Linked DNA regions of Sus scrofa: region 2 is linked to region 1. A link is a contact called in public Hi-C data. All regions are on one chromosome and are shown on one strand. Each heading gives the region's core, a stretch centred on a gene start, on an enhancer-like site or on the middle of the called end of the contact. The rest is flanking DNA. Distances are from core to core; before and after follow the strand shown.

The links. Hi-C and Micro-C count contacts between places; a contact is called where the count stands out from the background.
Region 2: a Hi-C map of liver shows a contact between it and region 1, with 8 times the contacts expected there. The contact joins two enhancer-like sites. A contact is called at or near these places in 3 of 5 promoter capture datasets (fetal liver, fetal skeletal muscle and liver), 4 of 47 Hi-C or Micro-C datasets (embryonic fibroblasts and liver) and 1 of 2 datasets of contacts at active chromatin or transcription factors (alveolar macrophages).

What each region holds. Positions count from the first base shown.
Region 1 is chr3:59,797,568-59,801,824 of Sscrofa11.1, forward strand. No RefSeq gene overlaps it. Among named protein-coding and RNA genes, the nearest start is that of TRABD2A, 6.8 kb to the right of the region's middle. Within about 2 kb of position 2,369, at least 24 of the 83 cell types and tissues checked have an H3K27ac peak or open chromatin away from gene starts, as enhancers often do. A contact at or near this core is called in fetal liver and liver, where this site is marked.
Region 2 is chr3:60,125,110-60,129,233 of Sscrofa11.1, forward strand. No RefSeq gene overlaps it. Among named protein-coding and RNA genes, the nearest start is that of DNAH6, 13 kb to the left of the region's middle. Within about 2 kb of position 2,027, at least 10 of the 83 cell types and tissues checked have an H3K27ac peak or open chromatin away from gene starts, as enhancers often do. A contact at or near this core is called in fetal liver and liver, where this site is marked.

The DNA.
Region 1 (4,257 bases), core at 1,119-3,618:
CACAGCTACAGCCACGCCAGATCTGAGCCCCATCTGTGACCTACACCAACAGCTCATGGCAACACTGGATCCTTAACCCACTGAGGGAAGCCAGGGATTGAACCCACATCCTCTCGGATCCTAGATGGGTTCATTAACCCCTGAGCCACAAAGGGAACTCCCCCAGAATGTATTTTTAAAAGTTGTATCTGGATGTATAGGACCAACTGGAGAAAATAATTTTATTGCTGCTCTACTTCTGGGAGACTGTAAAACATATTTTTCTCTGTAGATGTGCATCTGTCCTGGGCCTAAGCATGTCCTTACACACTGGGAGAGAAGCTGACCCTGGGCTGAAATTCTGGGCCACGAAGAAGTTCCATCTTAGGAAGATGGAAAGCAGATCTCTGAAGCCCTAGAAAGGATGACTTATGGCCTTATGGTGAGAGGGGACCCGGGCAAAGATTCTTCCTCCCTAAGTTTACTAGTGTTAGTCTGTGAGGCTGGGCCCCATATTGATCGTCATTCAGGTGGCCAAAAACCCTGCAATTCTGGGAAACAACAGACCTTTGGCAAGAAATGGAAGAAGCAGGGACAAATAGCCTCCCCCGCAGCTTAGTTATAAAAGTATCAGTTGCCAGATGCCAGGGCAGAAGTCGAAGTCTGGGGCACTTTTGGGGACCAGATGGGGGTCAAGGCAGATACAGCAGAGAGATGGTGGCTGGGGGTGCTGCCAGCATGTTGCATCTCTTGGAAGGGACCAGCCAGTTTGGGCCTAACAAACAAGTCAGAGTTACAAAAATAATAATCCCCAGGGATTCCTCGCACTGACTTTCTTCCCTGCACTCTCCTCCACATGGTTGGTTACTCGTGATGGTGAGAAACTACTCGCACGTCGTGAGGCGGAGGGTGCTATAGCTGTCAGGAAGAGTGGGGAGATTGTCAGGTTTTGATGTGCGAGGCATGCTCGCAACTGGACAAGCCACAGAGTGAGCTCTCAAAAGCATTTAGTCCAAAAAAAAAAAAAAAAATGGAGTTGCCTCGTGGCCCAGTGGGTTAAGGATCCAATATTGTCACTGTTGTGGCTCAAGTTCTGTCCCTGACTCGGGAACTCTCGCATGTTGTGGACACAGTAAAAAAAAAAAAAAAAAAAAAAAAAAAAAAAAAAAAATCATTAAAATTAAATAAATTATAAATAGGGGAGTTCCTGTTGTGGTGCAGAGGAAACATATCTGACTAGTATCCATGAGGATGTGGGTTCGATCCCTGGTGTCGCTCAGTGGGTTGGGGATCCAGTGTTGCTGTGTGTTGTGGTGTAGGTTGCAGACATGGCTGGGATCCTGAGTAGCTGTGGCTGGGGTCTAAGCTGGCAGTTGTAGCTCTAATTCGACCCCTAGCCTGGGAACTTCCATATCCCGCAGTGCAGCCCTAAAAAGAAAAAAAAAAAATTATAAATACGTACTTGGTATAAAAAAAAAAATTCAACAATACAGAAGCACGGAGAGTAAAAATAGAACTCCCGGAGTTCCCGTCGTGGCGCAGTGGTTAACGAATCCGACTAGGAACCATGAGGTTGCGGGTTTGGTCCCTGCCCTTGCTCAGTGGGTTGATGATCCGGCGTTGCCGTGAGCTGTGGTGTAGGTCGCAGATGCAGCTGTGTGTGTGTGCGCTTGCTTGCTGCGTTGCTGTGGCTCTGGCGTAGGCCGGTGGCTACAGCTCCAATTCAACCCTGGCCTGGGAACCTTCATATGCCGCGGGAGGGGCCCAAGAAATAGCAACAACAACAAGAACAACAACAAAAAAAGACAAAAGACAGAAAAAAAAAAAAAATACTCCCTTCCCAGAAGTCACCAGTTTGGGGAGTTCCTGTAGTGGCGCAGTGGTTAACGAATCCAACTAGGAACCATGAGGTTGCGGGTTCGATCCCTGCCCTTGCTCAGTGGGTTAACGATCCGGCGTTGCCGTGAGCTGTGGTGGAGGTTGCAGACACGGCTCGGATCCCGAGTTGCTGTGGCCCTGGCATAGGCTGGTGGTTACAGCTCCGATTTGACCCCTAGCCTGGGAACCTCCCATATGCCACGGCAGCGGCCCAAGAAATGGCAAAAAGACAAAAAAACAAACAAAATAAACAAATAAATAAATTTACTGGATCTTAAGTGAGAACCAAAGCTGCAAAAAAAAAAAAAAAAAAAAAAAAAAAGTCACCAGTTTGGTGAGTGTCGTTTCATTCTGGAACACAAAGATCTTCCTCATTTGTTCAAAAGGTCATATAACTTTTCATGACAAGGATTGTTTTGAGATTTTTCCATCCTTCTAATGTGTCAGCCAGCCCAGCCTGATGATTCCCAAACTACAGTGCGTGTGTGTGTGTGTGTGTGTGTGTGTGTGTGTGTGCGCTTGCTTGCTTGCTTGCTTGCACATATGTGTCAATATTTCCTTAGGACAGATTCCTACAGTGGAATTTCTAGGTCAAAGTGCATGCACATTTGAAATGGTGCCGAACTGCCTTACACAAAGGCTTTACATTCCTGCTGAATATTGCCACGCTTTCGCTTTTGCCAATTTAAGTGAAAAAATGTGCTTAGTTTTATTTTGCTTTACTGAGGGAACATTTTATGTTATCTTTCAAATTGTGGTAAAATATACATAACAAAATTGACCATTTTAATCATTTTTGAGTGCAGCCTTCTGTGAAGCTAAGTCTGTTCTTACTGACGTGCAACCATCACCACCATCCTTCACCCAAAAGTGATTTGCTTTTATTTGATTGGTTAGTGGAGGCTGTGCTTCCTCTTTAACTACGACTGTGTTTTTCTTTCTCTTTCTTTCCTCCCCCCCATGTTCTCCCTTCCCCCCTCCCTTCTTCTCTTTCTTTAGTCTCTTTATGATCTTTGCAGATTTTCTAACTGGCTTATGTCTTTTTTTCTCTCTTGCCTTTTTTTTTTAAGTTATGAGCTTTTACTGGTGATAACCCATATGGGAAAAGAATCTGAAAAAGAATGGGTGTGTGAATATGTCTAACAGAATCACTTTGTGGTGCAGCAGAAATTAATACAACATTGTAACTCAGCTATACTCCAATAAAACTTTATTTTTTTTAGGGATTTGTGTCATAATTTTATTTACAAACATATCTAGTATGTTGAGTTCAAGAATTTGATCCTTTTTTCAGCGACTGCACCTCTTCATATCTGCTACTCTTCATATCTGTCTCCTGGATTATTTTTTAAGCAATTGGTGTCTTACTATAAAGAAAGGTGCGGCAAATCCAGATCCAAAATTCAGAGTCATCCTGAACTTATAATAATAAGTTTAAAATAATAATAATTATTTTATAATATTATTTTATAATAATAAACCACTGGTTTTCCACTTAAAATGGCAAATTCTTCCCTCAACCCTCCTCATAGTGATGCCTATAGACCACAGACGTTGGGAACCTCTGGATACTCTGTCCTAACCTAGCACTGTTGGAAGCTCTGCAAAAGGCACAGAGACCAAAGTTCCAATAAAACTTTAAAAAATGAAAAAAAAGTCATGAGCTTTTCTATATGATGGCTGCCATCTATTTTCAGTTTGATCTAATTTGCTTGGCTCCTCCGGTGTTACAGTAGTCCTGCTCTTTACATCTTTACAAGACAAGCATTATTAGTCCCATTTTGCAGATGAAGAAGCTAAAGTTTACTGAGGTTACATGAGATGACTTAATTCGCTGAAGGACACAGGGATAATAAGTGGCAGAGAGGAGATGCAACTGCCTGTCTGTCTGGCTTTTTCACAGTTTTGGACCAAAGGGAATCTGCCTGAGGCAGCAAGACTCTGCTAAGGGTGGGGAAGACTAGCAGCGGGGGGGTGGGGGGTAGGGGGCTGGAAAGGCCAGGGAGGGTTCAAGATACCTCAGGGGGAGGCCAGGGTAAAGGAGTTTGGGGGGGATCTAGAGTAAGTGGCTGATTCTTACCATGGAGATGAAAGACAGGCTCTCCTCTTCCCCTACTGCTCTTGCTTCAAGAAGGACCATCCAAGTACCTTTTTTTCGTTTTTTCTTTTCTTTTCTTTTCTTTCTTTCTTTTTTTTTTTTTTTTTTTTTTTTTTTTTTTAGGGCCACACCCACAGCATGTGGAAGTTCCCAGCTGAGGGGTAGAATCAGAGCTATTGCTGCCTGCCTACACCACAGCCACAGCAACACTGGATCCTTAAGCCACTGATGGAGGCCAGGGATCCAATCTGCATCTTCATGGATATGGGTTCTTAACCCACTGAGCTGCAACGGGAACTCCA
Region 2 (4,124 bases), core at 777-3,276, 330 kb after region 1:
ACTTCTGACCGTGGTGTTCAAATCAACTGTACAGGGTGGGGGGATGGGTTGGGAGTTTGGGATTGGCAACTGCAAACAATTATATATAGAATGGATAGAGAACAAAGTCCTACTGTAAAGCACGCTGTATTTAATATTCTATGGTGTTAATGGATATTAACATAATGTAAAATAATATGAAAAAGAATGTGTGTATGTATATATCTGAATCATTTTCCCATGCAGAAGTTAACTTGCAAGTTAATTTCTTCAATAAAATAATCAAAGAATTATCTTATTGAATGAATACTTCAATAAAATAGTTTTTAAAAAACTATCAACCATATAAATATAAAAGGTACCTCCTGTCTTATGACTGGTGGGGAAAGGCAGACTAAACTTTTGAGAACTATTTAAATAACTAATGATAATCATCCGAGTTATTTTCTTAGACAATTTTCTTTTCATGTCTAAGAACAGAGTACCCAATTTATATTCATGAAACTGAGTATAAAAGTGGGCTGGAGTCTTTAGAGTGTGTGTCAATTAACATAGAGAAGAAACGGAACCCCTTAAAAAGATAGCTTTGACCCATACAAACATCCCACGGGGTCATGATGTCCTAGAGCAGGGGTCTCTGTCCCCAGAGATTTCACTTTTCTCTCTTTTCTGCTTTCCTCATAGACAGGGACTTAGTGCCAGGCCCAGAGTGTCATCAGAAACTCAGCCACAGGCTGTCAGTGTTGATGTAGTTCTCCTGCTGACCTAGGAAAGGGGCCCAGTCCTTACCCTCTGGCTGCTTCTTCCACTGGACCCAAATCACATTTGTGGAAGTCTAGCAGGATTTTGGAGTTCTCATCGTGGCTCAGCAGTGACAAACCTGACTAGTACCCTTGAGGATGCGGGTTGGATATCTGGCCCCACTCGTGGGTCAGGGATCCAGAGTTGCCCTGAGCTGTGATGTAGGTCGTAGATGTGGCTCAGATCCCATGCTGCTGTGGCCATGGCGTAGGCCAGCAACTGCAGCTCCGATTCAACCCCCTTAAGCCTGGGAACTTCCATATGCCACAAGTGTAGTCTTTAAAAAATTTAAAAAAAAAAAAAGAAGAAAAAGAAAGTCTATCAAGGTTTCATCAAGGGCAGGCCCTGAATGCCCCTAATTCATAGCCAACATCATTAGCTTCATTCGTTGAGTGTCTCCAAGAGCTTTGGATGTAGCAGCAAATCTTTCCTATGTTGTCTGTGGCTTTCATGCAGGAAATAAACTTGGGTTCTGTGTCCTTCATCTAAATATCAGAGGCTATGGCTCATTGGCTCTGCAAGAATTACTTTTTGTCATCCACAGATACAACAGGAAGTGTGGGTACAAGGCACTGAATAACACTGCAGTTTCTCAAGCAGTCAAGGATAAGTCGGGTTTTCTTATTCATTCATTTTCCAGCCCATGCCACTTATACCTGGTGTGCTGGAGTTCCAAGCATTCAGATAAGATCAGATCCTACATTTACATGGCACTCTCTATTATTGTTCACATTTAACAAAACCGTTCTGGACATGGAGTTCCTACTGTGGTGTAATGGGATGAGAATCCAACTGCCACAGCTTGGGTCACTGCAGAGGCACAGGTTCCATTCCGGGTCTGGCACAGTGGGTTACGGGATCTAGCATTGCCACAACTGCGGCTTGGATTCAGTCCCTGGCCTGGGAATTTCCATATGCTGAGGGTTCAGCCATAAAACAAACAAACAAACAGAAACAACAATAAAAATAAGTAAATAAATAAAATAAAAACAGTTCTGGACAATAGGAGGGGCAGCAATGCATGTTGCCATTTAATGGACACAAAAAATACGTTGTACCTTTGAAAGTCTTAATCAGTACCGGGACCCAAATCCCAGGATTCGTGACTCCCAGACCATATCCATGACTTCTGTCCTTGGTGATGGAGTAATAAAGAAAGAGAAGTAAAAACCTGGGAGACACTAAATATCAGACCTGTGGCCTGGCTGTTCTTTGTCTCCCCCTGCTGGAGGCCTTTCATGGTCAGAAATCCTCCTTTGCTCACCTTGACAGCTCACCTCTAAGGAAGGGTTTGGTCCACAGGCAACCCTGAATCAATATTTGTTGAGTGAACGGCTCTAATCATTAAATTCCTTCCTAACCACTGAATCCAGGGAACACTCAGATAGTTCTGCAGAACGGATGTCCTTTGGCATCTTGGTTTCTTGTCTCCTAGATGTTTTTTTCTTCTATTTCCTTTGCAGTGAAAGGAGATGCCTCCTTTCCTGCCATGGGAAAGGCAAACAGCCTTGCAAATCTGGAAGATAACCGAGTCTGTAAGGAGGCAGGCTAGTTAGCTATTAACCCACAGACAAGGTAATTCAGCTCCTTATCAAGCTCTAGGCACCTACCTTTGGAGGCCCTTTCCTGATTCTCTCCAGCCCCTAGTGGAAAAGCAGATTAAGACCTTGGGCAATCACAGGGTGCATGTGCCCTCCTGCCTCTCCCCCAGCTGTATCTAGTGGCAGCAGGTCAGAATAAACAGCAGGCAGTTTGAGGTGGAGAAAGCCACAGATTGGCAGACAGTCTGCAGGCTAAAGGTGAGTGACACCACTAAAGGGCAGCCTGAAGAGTTGATGATGGGGGTGGGAGAGGGTTAAAGGACCTTTTACATGTTCCTAGAATTTCAAATTTATTTTGGCACCATTGAAGCCATAGTTCTCACGGATGGCCCTTCAAGCCGTGGGGATCGTTAGCTCAGGTCCACATGCCTGACGCACAGTGAGGCCAAACAAACCAAAATGTTGGAGGTTGGCACAGAGAAAAATTTATTGCAGGGTCATGCAAGGAGACGGTGGATCATGCCCCATCATATCCTGAACTCCCCGAACCAAAATTGCAAAACATTTTTAAAGGCAAGGTGAGGGAGGGGCATGGTTGGTTGTGGCAGACTTCTTGGTGAAGAAATTCTTTGTTCTTTTACGTGTCCACAGAGGTCAAGCCGCAATGTTCCTGTAAACCTCCGACAAGATATATGTTATACTTCAGAGAGGAGCTAAAGCAGAGGATATGGGGGAAGGGCCTTGCTTAGTTACAGGATCCTCATATTTTATAATTAAAGCCAAGGCACAGAAGTGTGGAAAATGTTAAGATATGTTTGAGCAATGTCAAGTAGATATGTGTAGGATAAGCTAATATCTCTAATTGGAGCTGAGGCAGAAAAAAGGTTTGGGATGAAGTCTCAGAAGTTTTCAGGGATAAGTGCTAACAATTAAGATAAAAATTTTCTACCTTATCTCACAAAATTGATATCCTTGTGCAAAGTCAGAGTTTTAACCTCTTTGAAAACTCAGTATCTCACAAGCATTTATCCTGTGGTGATTGAAGATTCTGGAATGTGAAGACTCATTTGTCTGTGAACCAGGAAGAAGGCCCTCAGCAAATATTGAATCCCCCAGTACCTTGATCTTGGACTTCTCAGCCTCCAGAACTGTGAGAAATAAATGTCTCTTGTTTATAAGCCACCCAGTCTATTGTGTTCTTTTGTAGCAGCCTGAATGGACTAAGACACCACCCTGCTTGAGCCAAACACCTGGGGGAAAAAAAAAAGGCCCCATCCCCACCCCTGTTAAAAAAGGCCAGGTGGGAAGCCTAAACTTCCATCCTTGCTCAAGATGTCACCTTTTCCCCCAAAGAACACCTGTGTGGAGCTAGCACTTTCATCCCTACTTATTAGTCATAAAGCCCTCTCCCAAAGTGGATCAGTTGGGGGCTACATGGGAATTTGGCTTCTACTGTAACCGAGCAGGAACGTTTAGGGCCTTCTCAGGGCAGGCCCTTCCCCCATTTATTCTTTTTTATTTTTTTAGCACTTCACCTGCTGTATATGGAGGTTCCCAGGCTAGGGGTTGAATCGGAGCTGTAGCCACCGGCCTACACCACAGCTCACAGCAACGCCGGATCATTAACCCACTGAGCAAGGGCAGGGACCGAACCCGCCACCTCATGGTTCCTAGTCGGATTCGTTAACCACTGCGCCACGACGGGAACTCCTTTTTTTTTTTTTTTTCCTTGGGAGATTCTGATTGCTTAGATCCTGCACAAGCATCAAAGGGTCAATGCCACCATGGTTCCTATTGGCTTCA